2 separate regions of the Mus musculus genome follow, and region 2 is linked to region 1. Evidence: chromatin contacts called from public promoter capture Hi-C data. All regions are on one chromosome and are shown on one strand. Each heading gives the region's core, a stretch centred on a gene start, on an enhancer-like site or on the middle of the called end of the contact. The rest is flanking DNA. Distances are from core to core; before and after follow the strand shown. Region 1 holds the start of Hoxd12 (homeobox D12). Region 2 holds the start of Meis2 (Meis homeobox 2).

Evidence for each region. Promoter capture Hi-C pulls out the DNA fragments that hold promoters and counts their contacts.
Region 2: a contact with region 1 is called in a promoter capture Hi-C map of embryonic stem cells, with 6 read pairs. The contact joins the promoter of Meis2 here to the promoter of Hoxd12 in region 1.

Annotation. Positions count from the first base shown.
Region 1 is chr2:74,672,587-74,677,414 of GRCm38.p6, forward strand. It overlaps Hoxd12 (homeobox D12), which reads left to right and starts at 2,427. Exons shown (of 2, transcript NM_008274.3): 1 at 2,427-3,068; 2 at 3,228-4,828. The coding sequence starts at 2,501. The coding sequence ends at 3,466.
Region 2 is chr2:116,063,011-116,068,001 of GRCm38.p6, forward strand. Meis2 (Meis homeobox 2) reads right to left here and starts at 2,048. Exons shown (of 12, transcript NM_001159568.1): 1 at 1,792-2,048; 2 at 178-410. The coding sequence starts at 1,803. G630016G05Rik (RIKEN cDNA G630016G05 gene) reads left to right here and starts at 4,215. Exons shown (of 5, transcript NR_153841.1): 1 at 4,215-4,330.

The DNA of each region.
Region 1 (4,828 bases), core at 1,177-3,676:
TTTCGCTGAGCCTAAGAGAAATGGGGTTTGCTGAAGATTAAAACTGCGCTCAAATGCTCTCTGGTGGTATTTGGATTGATGGCTAAATGAGGAACAGATGAAGGCTTTGTTATTTATATGTGTGCCTTTTATATTCGGGATTGCGGGAGGAGGAGAGCTGGGGGTAAGTGGCTGAGGCCCTGGAAGTGAGGCCCGCGGGGAGCCCGGAAGGCCGAGGAAGTTCGGGGAAAGGCTTTGCCTTCAGTTAGATCTAGGCTGAGAGACGCTCAGAAATTTGGCACGGTATTAGCGATTGGGGTAGGAACCAAGATCCCAAGATCGGCAGATTGACTCATGATTCAAGAGGTGAAAAAGACGTTAGGACAGAGGCGAAAGGTCAAACAATAACACGCGGCCACAGGCTTCCTTGCATCAGGTCCCTTGGCTCCGCTGTCTGGGTCAGTTGCTACAACCTCTGGCTTTCGGAGACTGTCCGTAGCTCCTTGGCAGCGGGCCGTGACCGCGAGCACTGGCGACCCCAAGCCCGCCCCACCGCCCTTCACTGTTGATCTTGACCGTGCGGCGGCGCCTCGTCAGGCGTGGAGCACGCTCGCCATCTCCTGGGCGTTTGGCGACATTGGCAGAGCTTGCCATTCTGCTCCTCAGCTCCCCCCCCCCCCCAGCCCCCAACATCCCAGACAAGCCTCCCTTCCTCCTCCCACCTTCCCTCATGGTCTCCAGCCTTCAGCATCAGCCACCAGCTTTCTCAAAAAGAACTTTGCCTACCAGACCTTGAAAGTTATAGACTTGGAGGAATGAAGTGGGTCGATTAAGGGGGGGAAAAAACCTGGAAAAAAAATCTAGCTGTCCTTTTCATTCCTGATTCACACTTATGTATTTGGTCCTGAGAAGCAAACATAATTATAAGGCAGCCATAGTCTAAGGATGCACCCTTAGGCCTGTAACTACCTAGGAATCTCTGTGCAGGAGGCAGGGGCTCTGAGAGTGCTGGAACTATTAGAACTGAAAATTCAGGCCAGAGGATGCTCCAGTAGAAAGGAGAGAATTCTTCAAAATGAAAGCTATCGAATACCTAATCTAAGGCTTCTAAAAACCGACTTAAAACTTCTGCCTCCTCCCACCTACCAGAAAAGAAAGTATGGAGTCCCAATTCCTGAAAAGGAGGAAACTCTAGTAATGCCCCAGGATCCTTAGACTTCCCCCACCCCCACCCTCCTCCCGCCCCAGAGCTGGAGGAAGAGGACGATTGCGTCCTGAGAGCCGCCCAATTGGTCGCCGTAACTCACACAATAAAGTCCCAGCGAGGTGGTCAGCCTTGCCCTCCGGCGGCGCCTGTGTGGTCTCCTTGCCAGAGCTGGGGGCCTAACCAGTTCCAGCTTGGCTCATGGACCATGGGTCCTGCTTTAGGCTAGCGCGGGCTCCCACAACACAGTCTCTTGAGGAGAAAAGCCTTATTCCCTCTGGACCATCCAGAAGGCCCTGCCTCAGGGGTTAAGCACACTTACTACACACACGGAGCGTTGCCTGTTTTGCCCAGACAGTGAACCCGCAGCGGCCCGCGTGCCTGGAGGCACCGACAAAAGAGACTCAGCTAGCTGATTGTTCCTGTGCGACTGTGCCTCCTCAGCCAGGTGGCTCGGACTTTTCTGCCCCTCCAACTCTCAGTTGGACGGCTAGGAGCTTGGCTAGTAGGGAATAGTCACCAAGATGACCCCAGGAGAGAAAAGAAATGTAATTTTTCACAAGATTGGCTCCTCGGACTGCGGAATTGCCTGAGGGGACTGGATAACAACGCTATGAGCACAGTTCCTGGGAACAAATGTCAGGAACAGCGTGAAGATTCCTTAGGTACCACACTTGAGCAGTTTGTGCCGCCTTTCACCTTTGTTTGGTCAACCTCTTGTATTGTCTGTGACCTGGGGCTACAGGGTCAAGTGAATGGGTCCTTGCTGCCAAGTGCCTTTGGCAGAGACCACTTTAGAGGCCCTTTCTATAAAAAAGGATTGGTTGCTCAGATCCAGGAGCAGTCCGTGCCACTGCCAGCTCTTCTCCAGTCAAGCCCAGGTACCCTTATTGGAAAACGTCTGAATTGCAACTTAAAGTTTGTAGACGCAAAGCCCGGCCCAGGCAGCCTGCGAAATAAGGGCTGGGAAGACTAACCCAGAGCAGGAAAACTCCCAAGAGACACTTGGGCAAAGGCACCCTCATCCCAATGTCACCGGCTCCTGAAAGAGGTCTGGAAACTTTCAAGGGCTTCGCCCTCCCTCAACAGGCTTTGGCTCTGCTAGCAGCCTCGTCCTTCGCCGTCGAACATTGAGTGTTATCATAATACCCTGAAAGGGGGTGGGGGTGGGGACGGGTCGGGGGATGTAGGCGGTGCTGAAATGACCGGCTTTGAAGAACCTGCAGGCAAAGTTTTGTCCAATCCTCTGAGCCCGTCCTCCTATTCCGGGTTGTAACTAAATACTGTTGCGAGCACAGCCGAGGCCCTTTGTTGGAGATGTGTGAGCGCAGTCTCTACAGAGCTGGCTATGTGGGCTCGCTTCTGAATTTACAGTCACCGGACTCTTTCTACTTTTCCAACCTGAGAGCCAATGGCAGCCAGTTGGCCGCGCTTCCCCCCATCTCATACCCTCGCAGCGCGCTGCCCTGGGCTACTACGCCCGCCTCATGCACCCCTGCGCAGCCTGCCACCGCCTCTGCCTTTGGAGGCTTCTCTCAGCCTTACTTGACCGGCTCTGGGCCAATTGGCCTGCAGTCTCCAGGCGCCAAGGACGGACCCGAAGACCAGGTCAAGTTCTATACGCCTGATGCGCCCACCGCATCTGAGGAACGCAGCCGGACTAGGCCGCCCTTCGCCCCCGAGTCTAGTCTGGTTCATTCGGCTCTCAAAGGCACCAAGTATGACTACGCGGGTGTGGGCCGGACCGCTCCAGGCTCTGCGACCCTGCTCCAGGGGGCCCCCTGTGCCTCCAGCTTCAAGGAAGACACCAAAGGCCCGCTCAACTTGAACATGGCAGTGCAAGTGGCCGGGGTGGCCTCTTGCCTGCGATCTTCACTGCCCGACGGTAAACAGTGCCCATGCTCCCCCAAGCCAGTTTAGGCAGGGACGGGAGGTGGGGTGTCAGGGACAGTTGGACAGGGAGGAGACCCGCCAGCAGTGGTGAACGTCTGTGGGGCGGGCAGTTGATCTGAGCGAGCTGACATGGGTCGGGGCTCTGTTGCAGGCCTGCCGTGGGGGGCGGCCCCGGGGAGGGCCCGCAAGAAGAGGAAACCCTACACAAAGCAGCAGATTGCGGAGCTGGAGAACGAATTCCTGGTCAATGAATTCATCAACCGGCAGAAGCGTAAGGAATTGTCTAACAGGCTGAACCTCAGCGACCAGCAGGTCAAAATCTGGTTCCAGAACCGGCGTATGAAGAAGAAGCGGGTAGTGCAGCGCGAGCAAGCACTGGCCCTCTATTAGCTGCCCACGGGGGCCTGAGGCCTTGCCAAGCCTGCCCTTTTGGACCAAGGCCTGGCTGTGGAGGAGGTGTTGGGGCTGCAGATTTCCCTCCCACTCCTCTGGTCCTGGGCGCCCTTCGGCTCAGTCTGTAGCTGAGGAACCAGGAGGAGATTTGGAGATGAGGCCAGTGGAGCCCCCTTCGCTTTCAGCTCTCTTTGGGACCCTCCTGAGAGGTGTTTGGGAATTGCAATCTAACACTGGCTTTAAACATTCAGCATGGTGTCTGGGGGTCACCTGTCCTTGTCTATGATGTTTACATCCGGGGCTCACTATTGAAACACTGTATGAGGGTTTGTTTTTTCCGGTTTTCAACGTGTTCTTTTTCTTTTTCTTTCTCTATCCAGCTCTTTCTGCATGAAACAGGAGCCTAGCTAGAGCTCCGGGTATAAGTGCAGGTAGAAAGGCCCTGAGACCCCGCTGCAGTGCAAGGGGCTGGGGATAACTCTAGCCCCTTCGCAGCAGAAGCCCTTTGTGACAAAGCTGGGCTCTCCACTCTGCAGGAAGGAAAGGGCCTGATTCCACAACCCCCATCTGCCCTGAATGATTTGGGAGGACAAAAGCTACCCTAGACCTTCAGACTTGTGGGGGGGGGGGGAGGAAAGGATACCCTGGAACCTCAGCGCTTCAAAGGTTCTCCTGCTGAGTAAAACAGGCTGGAAGATCTCCTTCTCAGAGACAGGGAGAGAAACTGGGACTCCAAAACAAAGTATGGTCTCTAGACTGTCATAATTCCCCTGCTCCAGCCTCACCTATCCCTGAGCCAAGGCCAAGCACTCTGTAACTAGATCCCCAGAACTGAGCTATGGGTGAGGGGAGCTGCTGGCCTGTTTTGAGGCTTGGCTGCACAGGGAAGAAAGAAGAGTAAGCGAGGCGGAGGAGGATCTGCACTCTGTAACCACGACTCTCCTCTTGAATGAATGAAGTTATCCATATGTCTGTCTTTCTTGAATTTCCTTAATGTATCACCACAGGAAGAGACCCCCCCCCCAAAAAAAATGCCTCCTTGAGGAGTCTGAAGGGTGGGAGAAGAAACCTCTCAGATTCTCAGACTGTAGTTGCTGCTCTTGAAGGACAGAAAACCAGCACTTCTTCCCCATCCTCTCCACCACCCACCAACTCCATCAGAACTTAGCTAGGGTGTCTCTTCTCAGAGACTGGTGGTCAGCTCTTGTAAAGCTTTTAAGGCCCCAAGCCCTGCCAGGTTTACCTTGAGAAACCTAGGTTTTCTGAATTGTGAATGAAGTTGCTCTACGCCTGTTATAGAATCTGTCCAGCCTCATTCCCAGTGAATTCAACTCCGCCTTCCCCTACAATCTTTGCCTC
Region 2 (4,991 bases), core at 798-3,297, about 41 Mb after region 1:
TCTCTACTGCAAGCAGTCTGTCTCCTCATGCAGAATTAAGTCCCCACTTAGCCTCCCTGGTCCACCCTAACACCACCACAATCACCACCACCTCCACCACCACCATCACCACCAGAGACAAGCACACGCACTCACACACACTCACACACAGTAAGCTGGGTCCGGGGGTCGGTTTACCCATAGATTGCGTCCTTGTCTCTTTTCAAGGCGTCGTTGACAGCAGATCCCATGCTGGCTGGCATGACATTGGGGTGCGGGGCGTGCGCGCCGTAGTGCTGCGTGGCGTGGAGCGGCGGCCCGTGGTTTAGGTGGTGAACCGGGGGGATCGGCCGCGGCGCGTGAGGGTCTCCGTACATGGAAGCGGGAACCCCTACTCCGTCCATCCCGCCGTAATGGGGCAGCTCATCGTACTGTCAGAGCCCGGGCAAGAGGAGGGGGCGGTGGCACAGAGTAAGAGAGAACCCAGGGGGGCAGAGGCAGGAAAGCAAAGGAACCCGGAGCAAAGAAAAGAGGGTACAGAGGAGTGGGGATGGAATAGAGATAGGGGGTGTAAAGACGGATGAGAGAGAGAGAGAGAGAGAGAGAGAGAGAGAGAGAGAGAGAGAGAATAAAAACAAAGTCAGAAAAAAAGAAAAGTACCGGACACAAGTTAAACACACTACAAACCAAACCAGGAGAAAAAACAGATTTGAAAGTTGGGAGAGGATGTCGTAAATTTTAAAATTAAAGTCTGAGCCGAGAGCAGCATTCAGGGAAGGCAGATCAGGCGGAGAGGCCGGGGACGCCGGGTGGGGGGTGGGGGGGCACAGGGAGGCCCCGCTCCCGCTGGAGGCTGCAGAACCCCAGCGAGCCAACCCAGGGAGAAGTGGAGTTAGCAAGAGAAGGAAGCCCCGGATCCCACCCCTTACCCCCCTTCGCCTCCTCCAGGAGATCCAATAAATCAAAGGGCGAAATGAAACAAAATAAAGAGAAGAAAAACGCTAATAATCAGGCCGAGAACGGCAAGGACAAGGGAAGACTAGGGTCGGTGCCTCCCCGGGGGCTAGGAGCTGAGGGTGGGGAGGAATAACGTGAAAGTTACCAGAAACATTATTTAGCAGCGGATTCCCTGCGTCCTTGTCAATTTCAGAGACAAAACAAGCAGCCGGGGCTAGTCTAGGCAGCGCGGCCCCACGCCGGCGGCTCCTACGCAGCCCGCGCCCGCCCGGAGCCGCGCGAGTAGCGGCGAAAGAGGCGCAGCGGCGGCGGCAGGAGAACCCGGGGAATCACGCTGCCGGGGTAAAAGCTGGAGCGAGGCGAAAGCGTGTAACAATTGCACACAAGTACACACACACACACACACACACACACACACACACACACACACCACTCACACGCTCTCGCCGCCCGCAGAGAACCCGGGGAATCACGCTGCCGGGGTAAAAGCTGGAGCGAGGCGAAAGCGTGTAACAATTGCACACAAGTACACACACACACACACACACACACACACACACACACACACACACACACACACACACACCACTCACACGCTCTCGCCGCCCGCCCGCTCGCTCAGCGCTGGGACACGCGCGGCCAGACACGCACACACGCACGCACACACACTCTCACACACGCAGAGGCACAGGGGGGAAAGAAGCCGGTGAATAATTTTGTTACTATTTTTTAAAATACTGGCCGCCATCATCATCAAGCAACCAGCAGCAGCCAGCTCAAAGGGAGAGAAGGCATGGGGCAGGGCCCTGTAGGAGAGGATTTATATCTAGGTAAGTGTTGGAGATTTAAACCTACCCTTTGCGCCATCAGTCTGCGCTCCAATAAACTCCTGGATGTGTCGTATATTTAATATCCCAGTCCGGATAAGAAAGTGAGCTAGGTTGAAGAGTCCTTTTTTTCCAAACCAAGGAGACTTCTCCCAATTTTCCAATGTTATTTTTTGGGGGGTGGGGAAAGCCCAGTCAAGAAAACGAAGAATTTTTTTCAGTGATATTTCTTCTTTTTCTCTTTTTTCCTCTTCTTCCTCCTCCTCCTGATCTTCCTCCTCCTCCCCCTCCTCCCCCTCCCCTCCTCCTCCTCTTCGGTCCTCCTTTACTCCTCTTTCTCTTCTTTTCCTCTTAGTTGAAAAAAAAAAAGAAAAGAAAGAAAAGAAAAAGAAAAAAAATTGTCAAGCCCCCGAACTGAAGGTTACGAGCGGCCAGTCAGCAGCCCACATGTAACCGAACTGTCGAGTTTCATGGCTTTTTGCCACTCCAGCTGTCAATCAAAGCCCGGAATGTCAAGGTAGTGAATGAATGATGGTTGATGATGATGAAGAGGAGCAATCTTTCAGACCCGTTTTTTTTTTCTTCCAGTAAAACTCCGCGAGGGGTTTCTGCTTCTTGAATTCTTCCTCCCCCCTCCCCCCTCTTTTAGCTTTGCCCCCAAAATAGCTCTAATATGATCCTCTCTTTTTAAAGTATTGTTCAAAGAAAGCAAGGAGAAAACCAAGAAAAAAATGAATAGTTTGCAAAAATTGGACTTCCTCCCCCCCTCTCTGGTAGGTATTTTGTCTTTCCCTCTCTCTCTTTCTCGCTCGCTCTCACTCGCGCTCGCTCTCTCGCGCTCTCTTTCTCTCTCTGGGAGATGAGTGAGTGTCAGTAGGTGTTGGCAGGTTGGCTGCAGCCGGGCTTATAGTAGAGCCTCAGTTTGGCGGCGCGGGTCGGCGGCGGGAGAACGAAATGACGGAACCCGGAAGTCGTGGTGGCCATAGCCCGTCCTACGGCGGAGACACATCCCGAGAGTGGGGAGCTGGAGCGAGGAGGAGCGCGCAGCGCGGAGCCTCTGATATGCAGCGAGTGCGGTCGGACGGCCCCGGGGGGGGGGGGGGGGGCTGGGGAAGGGGAGGCTGGAGCGGAGAGGACCGGAGCAAATCAGCAAGCCTGCTTCTCCAGGGGGACGACGCGGGAGGGAGAGGAAGAGGGGAGGGAGGGGGGATGAGGGAGGGGGAAAGGGGGAAGGGAGGGAAGGAGGGAGAGCGACAGGAGAGGGAGAGAGAGGGAGAGAGAGAGAGAGAGAGAGAGAGAGAGAGAGAGAGAGAGAGAGAGAGAGAGAGAGAGAACACGCGTGATTGGAGGGGGAAGGAAGAGAGGTGGAAGAGGACAGGGAGAGCGCAGACAGGAAAACTGCAGAAAGCCACAGGGAAAGTACGGTACAGACTCAGATCTTTTTATTTTCAACTTACTTCTCGTTTATTTCCCCACCACTCCTCTTGGCTCCTGCCTAACTGGGTCGCGTTGGGGATGTTTGGCATGGCGCTCTAGCTTTTGTTCGTTTTAATTCCGCGGCCCCCTTCCTCTGCCGGCGGATTACTAGGTCCCGAACTCTGCCACTACAACCTAGAGCAGCAAGCTCCGCCAACTGCACCACCGCCAGGCTAGGATTTTTGTTGTTGTTGTTGTTGTTGTTGTTGTTAAGTGGTACTTTCTTTCTCGTGCAGATGCAGAGCCCTTTTTGTCAATATTCATTTTTGTCTAGTACAAGATATGAGCAGCTGAACTCGGAGCATAGTCCCTCGGTGCGCTGCAGACAGTGTAGACCACCATTGAGAGTCTAGGGGTCCTGGGCTCAATCTGGAGGGAGAAAGCAGGATGAGAGTTAGTAGGGCGGGAGTTAGTGGGGTAGGAGTTAGAGGAGAGGGAGTTGTTTGGTGTTTGTTGTTTACCGATGTAGACAAGTGTGTGTGTGTGTGTGTGTGTGTGTGTGTGTACGCGCGCGTGCGTGCGTGCGCGTGACCGCTGTGCGCCTCTAAAGTGAATCTTGGATCTAGGAAGCACCGGAGGAGAAAGATTAAAAAGCATGTGAGACAGAAGATGCTTGCGAGGAGTGGCTGGCTCTGGCTGCCCAGCTTTGTTGTGGTTGCCCTGGGCGCAGCGGTTGTAAAGAGGGCTAAAGGCTGAGTTAATTACACCGGGAGGATTTCGCTGGATGGGGACCATGGGACTGGCTCCTAAAGTTTTCCCAAAAGGAAAAGGAAGCGAGTAGGGTTAAAAAGGTAAATACCCGACTAGGTTTTGGTAGAAACTAGTTCTGGCCGGGGTCCCGCCCAATCCCTGGCCGGAGTTCCAGCTGGCTTTACCTCTGCTCTGCTGTTTCCCCGCGGCTGCGCGTCAATCACCGAGAGACGAGAGCTGGGGGCGGAGCTTTGGTCACCCGGCGCGCGTAGCCGGGTTCACCCTGCCGCCACCAGGCAGCTGGCAGCGCGACCCAGCCACGCACTGGGAGCGCGCCCTCTCCCCAACTTCTCACCCTCGCCCTGGGTTCCGGGCCCCAGGCCCAGAGAATAGCAAACAGAGTAAGGGTTTGCTGTTCAACTGCGGCCTCCCTCCCCAACTCTGAACCATCCCGTGACAGAAAGCAGCGCCTCCTGCAAGGGTGCCTTTGACTGGACTTTCTCATGGGGGCGGGGGTGGATGGGAGTGGTTAGGTATAGTAGAGTGGTGTGTGTGTGTGTGTGTGTGTGTGTGTGTGTGTGTGTGTGTGTGTGTGAGAGAGAGAGAGAGAGAGAGAGGACTTACAGAGAGAGGGAGAGGGAGACGGAGAGGGAGAGGGAGGGAGGGAGGGAGGGAGAGAGAGAGAGAGAGAGAGAGAGAGAGAGAGAGAGAGAGAGAGAGAGAGGTTTTTCTCCCATTTAGCATCTTCCTGGTTTCCTAGCAAGCTTCTGAACATCCCAAGCTAGCTAAAACTACTGCATGCCGAGACTCCATGCGGAGTCTGAGGAAATTTGGCCTCGTTCTCCTAGGGCTGGTGAATGAGCTCCGGAGGTCAATAAAGCCCTCCAAAAATGATGAATGATTGAGCACCTGTGATGATGATAGTGATTACCAGAGCAATTAAACAGTTTGATTAAATGAGCCATCATAACAATGATGTCTGCGGGAAATCGGCCCTCACATATAAAGACAGTGTGGAGGGGCTGGCAGAGGCCCGGAGAGCGCGCCGGGAGAGGGGTTGCA